Linked DNA regions of Mus musculus: regions 2 and 3 are each linked to region 1. Evidence: chromatin contacts called from public promoter capture Hi-C data. All regions are on one chromosome and are shown on one strand. The core of a region is the stretch at or near the end of the contact, and the rest is flanking DNA. Distances in the headings are between cores, read along the strand shown. Region 1 holds the start of Zfp184 (zinc finger protein 184 (Kruppel-like)). Region 2 holds the start of Zscan26 (zinc finger and SCAN domain containing 26). Region 3 holds the start of Zkscan4 (zinc finger with KRAB and SCAN domains 4).

The links. Promoter capture Hi-C pulls out the DNA fragments that hold promoters and counts their contacts.
Region 2: a contact with region 1 is called in a promoter capture Hi-C map of pre-B cells. The contact joins the promoter of Zscan26 here to the promoter of Zfp184 in region 1. A contact is called at or near these places in 3 of 39 promoter capture datasets (cranial neural crest, maxillary cranial neural crest and pre-B cells) and 1 of 115 datasets of contacts at active chromatin or transcription factors (pancreatic cancer cells).
Region 3: a contact with region 1 is called in a promoter capture Hi-C map of cranial neural crest. The contact joins the promoter of Zkscan4 here to the promoter of Zfp184 in region 1. A contact is called at or near these places in 2 of 39 promoter capture datasets (cranial neural crest and pre-B cells) and 1 of 115 datasets of contacts at active chromatin or transcription factors (pancreatic cancer cells).

The regions. Positions count from the first base shown.
Region 1 is chr13:21,943,612-21,946,916 of GRCm38.p6, forward strand. Zfp184 (zinc finger protein 184 (Kruppel-like)) reads left to right here and starts at 1,483. Exons shown (of 6, transcript NM_183014.1): 1 at 1,483-1,588; 2 at 1,945-2,188. The coding sequence starts at 2,182.
Region 2 is chr13:21,452,016-21,455,320 of GRCm38.p6, forward strand. Zscan26 (zinc finger and SCAN domain containing 26) reads right to left here and starts at 1,712. Exons shown (of 6, transcript NM_001347491.1): 1 at 1,563-1,712.
Region 3 is chr13:21,477,186-21,480,490 of GRCm38.p6, forward strand. It overlaps Zkscan4 (zinc finger with KRAB and SCAN domains 4), which reads left to right and starts at 1,664. Exons shown (of 3, transcript NM_001039115.2): 1 at 1,664-2,324. The coding sequence starts at 1,908. It overlaps Gm40828 (a long non-coding RNA gene), which reads right to left and starts at 1,640. Exons shown (of 2, transcript XR_873159.3): 1 at 1,418-1,640; 2 at 432-1,038.

The sequences.
Region 1 (3,305 bases), core at 233-2,732:
TGAGTCATCACTAGAATCTAATGTCTATATAGCATCCATTTTTTAAAGGCATTTGAGACTTTTTAAAAAATAATTTATTTATTATATGTAAGTACATTGTAGCTGTCTTTAGACACCAGAAAAGGGCCTCATATGTTACTACAGATGGTTGTGAGCCACCATGTGGTTGCTGGGATTTGAACTCAGGACCTCCTGAAAAGCTGTTAGTGCTCTTACCCGCTGAGCTATCTCACCATCCCCAGCATCCATCTTTTAAGAATAATTTAGTTTAAATGCTATAACTCAGTAATTCTTCTAGCTTCTACTCATAATCAAATTTCAAAGTCACTTTCATGTGTCCAGGCATTTATTTCAACAGAGCCCCATTCCCAGAACCAAAACCTGTGAGGTGCTCCTAGCCAGCAAACAGAAAAGCTAGTGTTAGAAGTCTGGTCCTAAGCATGCAGTCTTCTATAAATTCTAGTTCCAAGGGCTCCTACATCCTTTTCTGGACACCAAAGCATGTCCCTTCACATATGCCCACAAACAGACACATAAAATCAATTAAAAAAAAAAAACTAAACATGATTGCTGTTTGCATTCTCTTTTTTATCGAATGTCTTGTTGCAACCATTTCTCTAAATATCATCCCCTTTCCTTAAAGTTTTCATGTGTAGCATTATCATTTCCAGGTCTGGTGCTCTCAGCTAAGGAGGGGAGCCACTTTAGCCCTTCTGTCAAATAACTGGGGAGGAACAGAAGCCCTTAGATGAGTGGGCCACATCTTTGAAACATAAAAACCTATTTGTTGCAATCTTCTGTGTTCGTCTAGAGCACTAATGGATATGCTTTAAGTGCTAGGCAAGGAAACGTGCAGTATGTAAAATACTGTACCATCACCTTCTCCCGGCTTCTTTAGTATTTAAAAAAAAAATGAGAGTCGTTTTTCGAAGACATGAAAACGAAAAAATATTTTCAAAACGACAAATACCATATAAATGAGAATGCAGACCAACCAGGTAATAAAAGTAGGGTTGAACGATGAAATGTACGCTTGCATTTTGAAATTCTCTGTGAGGGGAGGTCAGATCCTTAGGAGGTGGAGAAGGTGGATCAGGATTTCAAGGCCAGCCACATGTATATAGCAAGTTCGAGACCAGCCTGAGGGGCATGGTACTGCCCCCAACATCTCCGCCCAAAACCCTGAGGGTGTGTGAATATTGGTTACAAACGCTATATATGGCCACCTCTGCTCACAATCCAAATCACTGGACACAAACGGTAGGCAGGTTCAACCTCCCGAGCCACCAGGAGGGACTGCAGCATTTGTGGAAACCTGGGAAAAGTAATTCAGAAACACTGCGCGTTGCATTCTGGGAATTGTGGTCCTTTGTGTTCCCCGGTGAGGCGCTCCTGTGTGTTGCGGGGAGGGGGAAACCAAGGGAAAGGGTCTACGCGACCGGAAGTGACCGCTAAGCCGACTGTGGGCGTGGAAAGGGGTGGGCGTTTGGCTCGTCCCACGGCGTAAACTCACAGCCTGAGTTTTGATGACCATCCCAGGTCATCTGGATCCAGGATCCTTGGAGTGCGTCACAAGACTGGAGTCCAGGTATCACCATGGCAACCACCAGCGCCTTGGGTGTGTGACGTCACCTTGCGGGCTCGCGTAGTGCGGCATGCGCGGGAGGAAGCCGGGGAGTCAGGGAAGGGGGCGCGCCTCCCCTCGGCGTTGCCGGGGACCGCGGGTTCCCCAAGGCTTTGTTCCTTTGTTCTGGGCCGGGCCAGCAAAATGCGGAGCAGCCCGCCTTTCTGGTGTGCCCCGCAACAGGTGTGTCTGGCCGCCTGGGAAAGTGGGAGATCGCAGACCCTGTGGAGGGCGGGTGGCCAAGACTAGGTGGGCGCCCAGAGTCTCTACTGCAGCGAGGCAGAGCTGTTCGCTCCCTATTCACTTTTTGTTTCTTGTAGCAATCCAAACTTCCCCTGTGCACGTCCGATCTTGGACAGGACCTCTTGGCTACTCTGTACGAGTCTGAGGTGCGACTGTAAGACGCGTGCTGCAGAGTGTATCCTGTGCCTGGTAGGCCAGTCTCGTAGAGCATAAGACACCTACTCTGGAAGGAGAGCGGGACATCCAAGTCCCAAACTGAAGCTGCCCAGGTATCCACGTGTCCAAGTTCTAGCGGAAGACGTAGAGCTCCTGGGATGGCAGGTAATGGCAATGGCCAGGGCAGAGAGGACTGGTGTATGGCGAACTGAGAGGTGGGAGGAAGAAGTAATGTGGCCAGGGGTAAAGAAACCTAATTACATCATCGAAAGAGGCTTGAAAGAATTAATTCTGAGTTCTGGACATCAGAATTTGAAAAGGAACAACAGTTCAGAATATCTGATCCTCTTGACATTTCTCTTTTATTACATTTCCGAATAGAAAACTTTAGTCAGAAAAAAAAAGGTGTTTTAACTTATTGCAAAGATTAGTTTTGAAATATCTTGCAGAAAGCAATTTTTTCAAGCTTGTTCTGGTGCAAGTGTGTGTGTGGACTTAAACTCACCATTTGGGTGCAAATGTTTCCTTGTTTTTTAGTTCCTTTTACTAACAGTGCCTAGTCCTGTAACCTGTGTGTAGATCTTAAAAGCACCAGATACTGTCAGTAATTTTACAATGATGCCGTTACCTGTGAATTCAGCTGTTAGAACTCCTAAGTTCCCTGTCAAGCAGCCTAAGTCTCATTTCCTATGATAGGTCCATATAAGATCGCTAGACTTCTTTGAGTAGTCTTTTCCTAGTTAGCATATTTCTTACATTGCAATGCCTAAAACTAAACAGTTCTTTAAATGTCCTTTTAAAAATACCTAAGAGTATGATCTATTACTATCTTTCCCTTATCACATTTTTGTTAATTTTTTTAAAAAGATTTTGTTTTATGTGTATAAGTGTGTGCTTGCATGTCTTTACTTTCGTTAGGTATGGGAGAGTGTCACTGAATAAACTCACTGGGACCCACAAGGTTTTGCGTCCTTAGTGCTGGGATTAAAGGCATGCACTATTATACCCTACTGTTTACTCATGCTTTATGTGAAGCAGAGAGGACTCAGCAAGAGTGCCTTGCTTCATCAATGAGGACTTCACATTTCTCTGTATGAACCATGTGAAGTGTCAAGAGACAAAGATGAATATTAAGGCAGAGTTTGGTTTTTGTTGTTTGTGTGTTTGTTTGTTTGTTTGTTTGTTTCTGCTGAGCCTTCTCAGGATGGTACAGAGGCCTCAGTTGAACCTTTTAGGGGGTTGGGGGATTCTGACATATAAAGGAAGGGGAGACATAGTTGTT
Region 2 (3,305 bases), core at 462-2,961, 490 kb before region 1:
CACTGCACCTGAGATCTTCCTACGGGGGAAATGAAGCATGTTGCACACAATGAGTTGCCATCACCATCAAGATCAAGTTTAACATTTAATATGGTCTAAATTTTCCTTATGCTTTAATGACCAAACTTACCACTGTTGTTTGTTCTTGGTTCCTTATATATCCCACTCTTACAGGGAAAACCCTTTAACCTTTTTCTTATTGATTAGTCACAGCTCATGTCACAGTCAACAAGCCAACAGAGCTGCTCCACCTGTGCGTCCCTTGCTTAGTCAATCTCCACAGACACCACACTAAGAACGACCTCACACTACAGACGAAACTTGAAGAGTTGAAGAATTTATGATTTTACACAGGTTTCCAAGCTGATCTTCAGGGGTTTGTTTTTTTTTTTTTTGGTTTTGCCCCCCCCCCCTCCAGACCCCTTCCCCCATACACACACAGGGTTTCTCTGTGTAGCTCTGTTTGTCCGACAATTTGCCCTGTAGATCAGGTTGGCCTTGAACTCAGAGATCTGACTGCTTCTGCCTTCCAAACCTGGGATTAAAGACGTGAACCACCAACGGTGGACTGAACTTACCTTTGGTCCTTTTTTAAATCTACAGACCCCCGAATTATGAATTTATTTTTTCCTTCTCTCTCTTGTGTGTGTACATCTGATCCAGAAGCAAAAGCTGTGGGATCCACCTGGCCACAACTACAACAGTCAGTCTTCACTTCCTGCCAGATTTCCTGCCAGTTTTCCTTTTCCCCAAGGCTCTCACTCCCTAGCCCACAATGGGCAATTCTCCCAAGTGCTAGGATTATAGAAATTAGTCACTATGCTCAGATGCAGGTTTTTAATTGCACCCAACTTTGGTTTGCAACCCATTCTTGATTTCATTTCTGCTCATCCTCTAATCTATGCACATTATGGGTGTCCAATTACAAGACCTGTCTGAGTATGTCCTTCTATCACCCAAGACCAAGTTCCTCACACAACCAAATGGCCACTTTGTTCACTTACTTATCCTCTGTGGCAATCTTATTCACTGCGCTCGAAATACCCTGGTGCCCTCGTTAATCCCTAAATAAGACAGACAAGCTCCAGCTTTAGGGCCTCTGTATTCGCTGTTCTCTCACGTATGCCTTTTAAAGCCGCCTCTGTCTACCCATCTATTTCGGATTATCTACTCAAATATTCTATTTACTTACAGTGGTAACTACTTAAACATGCAGAAGCCATGTGTGGCAGCTCCAGCTTATGAGCTCAGAGCTCGGAGATAGAAGGATAAACAGGAGTTCAAATTAAGAGTATACGCCGCCAAATGATGAGGCCAACACGGGCTTCACGAAACGCTCTTAAAACCAAACAACAACAAACAAAAAAAGGGGGAAAAATCCCTCACAACAAAATAAAGCAACAGAACCCAGGAGTGCTGGCAATCTCAGCCATCAGAAAGCTGAAGTAGGAGATACGCTGGAGCTTGCAGTCAGCTTGAGCTGCGCAACAGCAGGAAACCGCCTCACCAACTACGTCCTGAGCTCCCTCCCTCTCCCATGCCCCGCAGCTTCCGTCACGCACCAGCTTCTGGTCCTCCCAGCTCCGAGGTGTGGAGAGTTTCTGTGTATCAACCAGACCCTCCGCTCGAGAGTCCCAAGTTTGCGGGTTCTCTCTCCGCTGGAACCCGATCACCGTACGTCCCCCTCGCCCTGGTCGCAGGGTCAGTCACACGTCTCTCAAAATCTGCGTTCCAGCCCAGTAGTTTCCGGCTCCGCTCTAGGACGATGGGAGGACCAGGACTCAACTCGGTGGTGTCCTGACTGGGTCTAAGTTGAAAGATTTCATTTACATAAATCAGACCATTTCGTTTGACTGTTTTCACACAGAGATGTCATCTCTATCACTAGAATAACAAAGCTCGGGCTGTAATCACAGCCACCAGCAAACAGACACAGCAATTGAATCTTTAGGTTGGGCTTTAGGCAAAAGCTGGCATGATCATGTAGGTTGGATTCTAGAGAACCAAAGTTAATTATTAGTGCTCAAGTTTATTCTTCATTCCCCACCCTTTTGCCACCAAGTTCCAAAGACTCCTATCTGTGCCTTCTTTATTTGGTTGCCTGAGTGTAGGGTTTAGAATTTAGAATTCAATGATATTTGAAGAGAAGTGGGGTAAAGATATGCCGATTTTCTTTCTAAAGTTTCTATGTTATTGTTGTTGTTGCTGCTGCTGCTGCTGAAAAAAAAAGTGGAAAAAAAAAAGTGAAGTTCACTTTGTTATTTTAAGCTTATCTTGTTTGACTTCGAACGAAGGCACTCAACAGAGCTTAGTCTGGTTAATGTATAGTGGTGTCAGTTATATGCTTTGCAGTCTGCTAAGCCAATGGTGTGTAAAGCTAACTCAGAACAAACATGTCAGAACAAACACAGCTTTAAGATGTTTTGTGTGCAGATTAACTCAGAGCAAACAAATCATCTGTTTAAGTCCTTCCTATAGTGTCTAACACAAAGTCCCCTACCACCCTTCCCTCCCCTATAATCCCCCTTGTTAGCCATTTACTTTGATAAATAGGCCACAGTTTGAGGTTCACCTCCAATCATTTGAGTGAGAACTCACATTAGGACTCCATCCTTTCCATGTTGACTGAAAAGACTTTTGCAAGCCCCAAATTCCCATGGTAGGAGCAGATGTCAAATCCCCTTTTAAAGGTTCCAAACCCATAACTATTTCTGGGTCCATTCAAAATTTCATAAAGGGGCTTAGCCATAGAGTCAAAAATTGGGACCAAATTCTACAGTAGCCTGTCATACCCAGGAATATGTTAAATTGCCTGAGAATTGCAAATTTTTGTTCCCCGTTTGTCTAACTGTTAGTCACTGCTTTCCAAGCAGACTCTTCTTTCCAGGCTAGAGGAGGAAACCCAGTAATTCCTCAGCCCGCTGACAGATTTGGGCCCTGCAGGCTAACAGTCCTGGTAAATGGTTTAAAGTCTCCTAGTTCCCAGTTACCTGCAAGTCTTTGACATCCTACTGCAACATGTCACCTTTCAATAGTTGGGCTTTTAAATCTTAACCCAGAGAGATGGTCCAGATGTTAAGAGCCCTTGCTGCTCTTCTAGAGAACCCAGTTCACAGCGGTTAGGCTCTCGGCTTATAATATCCTACAACTCCAGCTATAGGGCATCCAGGGGTTCTTCTGACCTTGTGCAGCAGCAGCAGCAACAACAACAACAACACACACACACACGTACACACACACACTTTAGAAAGAAAATTGGCACATCTTGGTCCTTCTTCTCTCCAAAGATAATTGAATTCTACATT
Region 3 (3,305 bases), core at 414-2,913, 470 kb before region 1:
GAGCAAGCCAGCAAGCATCATTCCTCTAAGGATTCTGCTTCACTTCCTGCCCTGACTTCATAATGGTCTGTGATTGGAACTTGTAAGCCAAATCACTTCGTTCCTTCCCAAGTTGCTTTTGGTCATGGTGTTTAGCACAGCAATAGAAACCCTAACTATGACAGGAGCCGAGTTCAAGTCACAACTGCCTGCAGCCCCAGGTCCAGGGGACCTGACGTCCTTGTCTGGTTTCTGCAAGCACTAGCACACATATGGTATTCACACAAACACATAAATAAAAATAAATCTTATAAAAACCATAGTACCATTCTAACAGTTAAGTTTCCAATAATTGCTTAGTATTCCTGAGTTCTAGTTTTCCCCAATGTCTTAGCTGTATCTTTTTACAGTGTTATGGGAAGCTTACCAGAGATGATAACTGAGACACAGTGTATATACAATCAAAGTCTTTATTCCAGCCAGCTGGGACCACATCCAAGTTTTGGGGGTGCATCTGGATGTGGCCCCCAGTGTCCAGAGCATGGGATTTTTGAGTGCAGAGACTTCATCAAGGCATCTCCCTCGGTAGCTGTAGTGGAGACCACAGGACAAGCAGTTCAAAGCAAGCAGTTTTAAAAGAATTTAAGACAAGCAGTTAGACAGCCGCAAAGAGATTCCACACAAATAGGCAGCTAAGATAAAGGCTTAGCTGGAGGGGTTTCCTGAACAAATAAGCAATTTCAACAAAGCTTAGGTAATTTAGCTAGGGCATTCTGATCATCCGTTCCTAGAATAGCACTGGGTAGTTTTCCATGGGATTCTACAGGAAGATCAGATTCCAGTTAAACCTCGAAACAGCCTCAGCAAGAATATCAGATGGAGGAAGCTTGCACCACCTCACCCATCACAACAGTTGTTTGGTTCTAGTCATGGCCGAAGTAAAGTTTGTCACGGCACCTGGCAGATCGGTCTATTGAGTTTCTTTTAGTTGATGACAGTTCACCTTTCTCAGGTTTGGGAGTGCTTGCATCTAACCTTTGTGTTAGTGTGTCAGCCAGGCTGTAGAGAAACAGGAAGAAATGAAGTTGGAATGGGATGTCCATGGGGTTGGGGACTAGAAAGTTTCTGGAAGTGCATAGAGGGAGTTTGGATGCTTGTAATGCACAAACTTTTTTGCTGAAGAGCTGGAAATCTCTAGTTATTTGGATAGGTGCCATAGTAGACTATACTGGCTCTTTACTGCCTATAGTGTCTTAAGAAGTGGTGGGAAGTAGGATCTTGAGTCCGTGTCTGGAGGATTCTTCTCTCAAGTAGTTTGGCCTGGAGTGGGAGGAAAGGGAGCAGCAGGAAGAGGACAGGACCAGGGACAGACAGGCCCCTTCAGACAAGTGAGTGTCCTGCTTCTTTCACGGTTTCTAAGACATACCAAATTTCTTACCTTTTCCCACCTGCATTCCCCATTCTGCAAAGTCTACTTGCCAGCTGAATTTTCGAGTCAGCACTGTAACAATTATGAAGGCAAGCTTTAGATCAGAAAGAACCAAGGGTCCCGGATAACTTACTTCCTCTGCTTAAACATATACTCCTGTGTTACCCATAGTCTACAATCCTTTCCCCAACAATAATGGGTTAATTTGGAAAGAACCACAGAGAAGCGCATCCTAGAGGGCGCCGGAAGTGGCTTGGGTTCCCACAATGCTTCCACCAGAGTCTGGATGTAGTTTATTTGCCCCGAGCATCCCTTGAGAATATTGTGGGTTTAGGGTGGAGTGCAGAAGACTAGGATTGTAGGTGACACCTCTGCAGCTGTGCCTTTGGTGACCCAGAGCACGAGGGGAGGGAGGAGATAGATCTAGTCTGAATTCCCATCTTGCGAGAATCTTCTGCAGATACAGCTTGTAGCTAGAGGAGCCTGGAGTTGGCACAGAATGGCTAGAGAACCCGGAACGTCCGCAGCCCTAAACGCTCGGTCTGCAGAAGAGGGCACTGGGCTTCTAGTGGTGAAAGTGGAACAGGAAGAGGCCTCCCCCTTGGCAGAGGAGACCAGTTGGCTGGGCAGTCCTGGGCCTGACCGCTCCCGCCAGCGCTTCCGTGCTTTCCGCTACCCAGAGGCAGCCGGACCCCGGCAGGCGCTGAGCCGGCTCCGCGAGCTCTGCAGACAGTGGCTGCGGCCAGACATGCACAGCAAGGAGCAGATCCTGGAGCTGCTGGTGCTGGAGCAGTTCCTGACCATCCTGCCAGGGGAGCTGCAGACCTGGGTGCGCGAGCAGCACCCCGACAGCGGGGAGGAGGTGGTGGCGCTGCTGGAGTACTTGGACAGGCAGCTGGATGACACACCTCCACAGGTAGAAGGAACAGGTTTAGTTAGACCCATGTCCTGTGCCTTTCAGAAACCAAGCAAGATCCAAGGAAGGCATTGCTTAGAGCCCGCAAAGTCTGTCTATGCTGGAAACCTGAGGCAACCAGCGAACTGACCTGGGCCCCTCAGGATAGTTAATCGCATAAAGGAAAATAAAAGGATTGTGGAAGAACTCGTTCCTAGTGAGGCTGGGGTAGAATGTGCCGAGCAGAGTGCTGAAAGGTTACATATGTACTTCTTGTTGTGTGGTGAGTAAGACACGAGGACAGGTTTGAGCAGTGGAATAGGCACAAATGACTTTGTAGGTGTTTTATTGGCTTGTCACGTGAAACAACATCTGCCGTGGCTTGCTGGCAGTCATATGATGCTTATGCCTCTCACACACACACACACACACACACACACACACACACACACACACACACACACACACAAATGTAGTTCTTCCTTTGACAGTGGAGAGGAATTCCACAGTTTTCTTAGAGCCTAGAATCTAAGAGTTTTTTTCTAGCCAAATTCTTGTATACCTTGTTTAAGAGTTTGGTAGAAAACAGGGTGTTTTTTACCTCTATCTTCTGACCTAAAGCAAAACAAAACAAAACAAAACCTTTTTCGAAATTTCATACACATCAACACTCCGTCTCCATCATATTCACCAACAACTCGGCTTCAATTTCCTCCAGCCACCACATATCCCCTTCTCCCCTTCATACAACTCCCCCTTTGTAAACTACCAAGTTCCATGAGTGCCACTTGCTGTCCCATTGGCTGATCGTGTTGTTTTGATCCTGTGCAGTAACCATACTGTCAGTGAGTTTATGGGTCAGTACCCATGTCTTTCCCAAAAGGTAGCTTTTTGAATTACACGTCGCCATTCCCCAATTCTTACGATTTTTCTGTCCTGTCTTCCACGAGGCTCACTGAGCCCTGGGAGTCAGGGGTTGATGTCGATGTCCTGTTTGAGGAT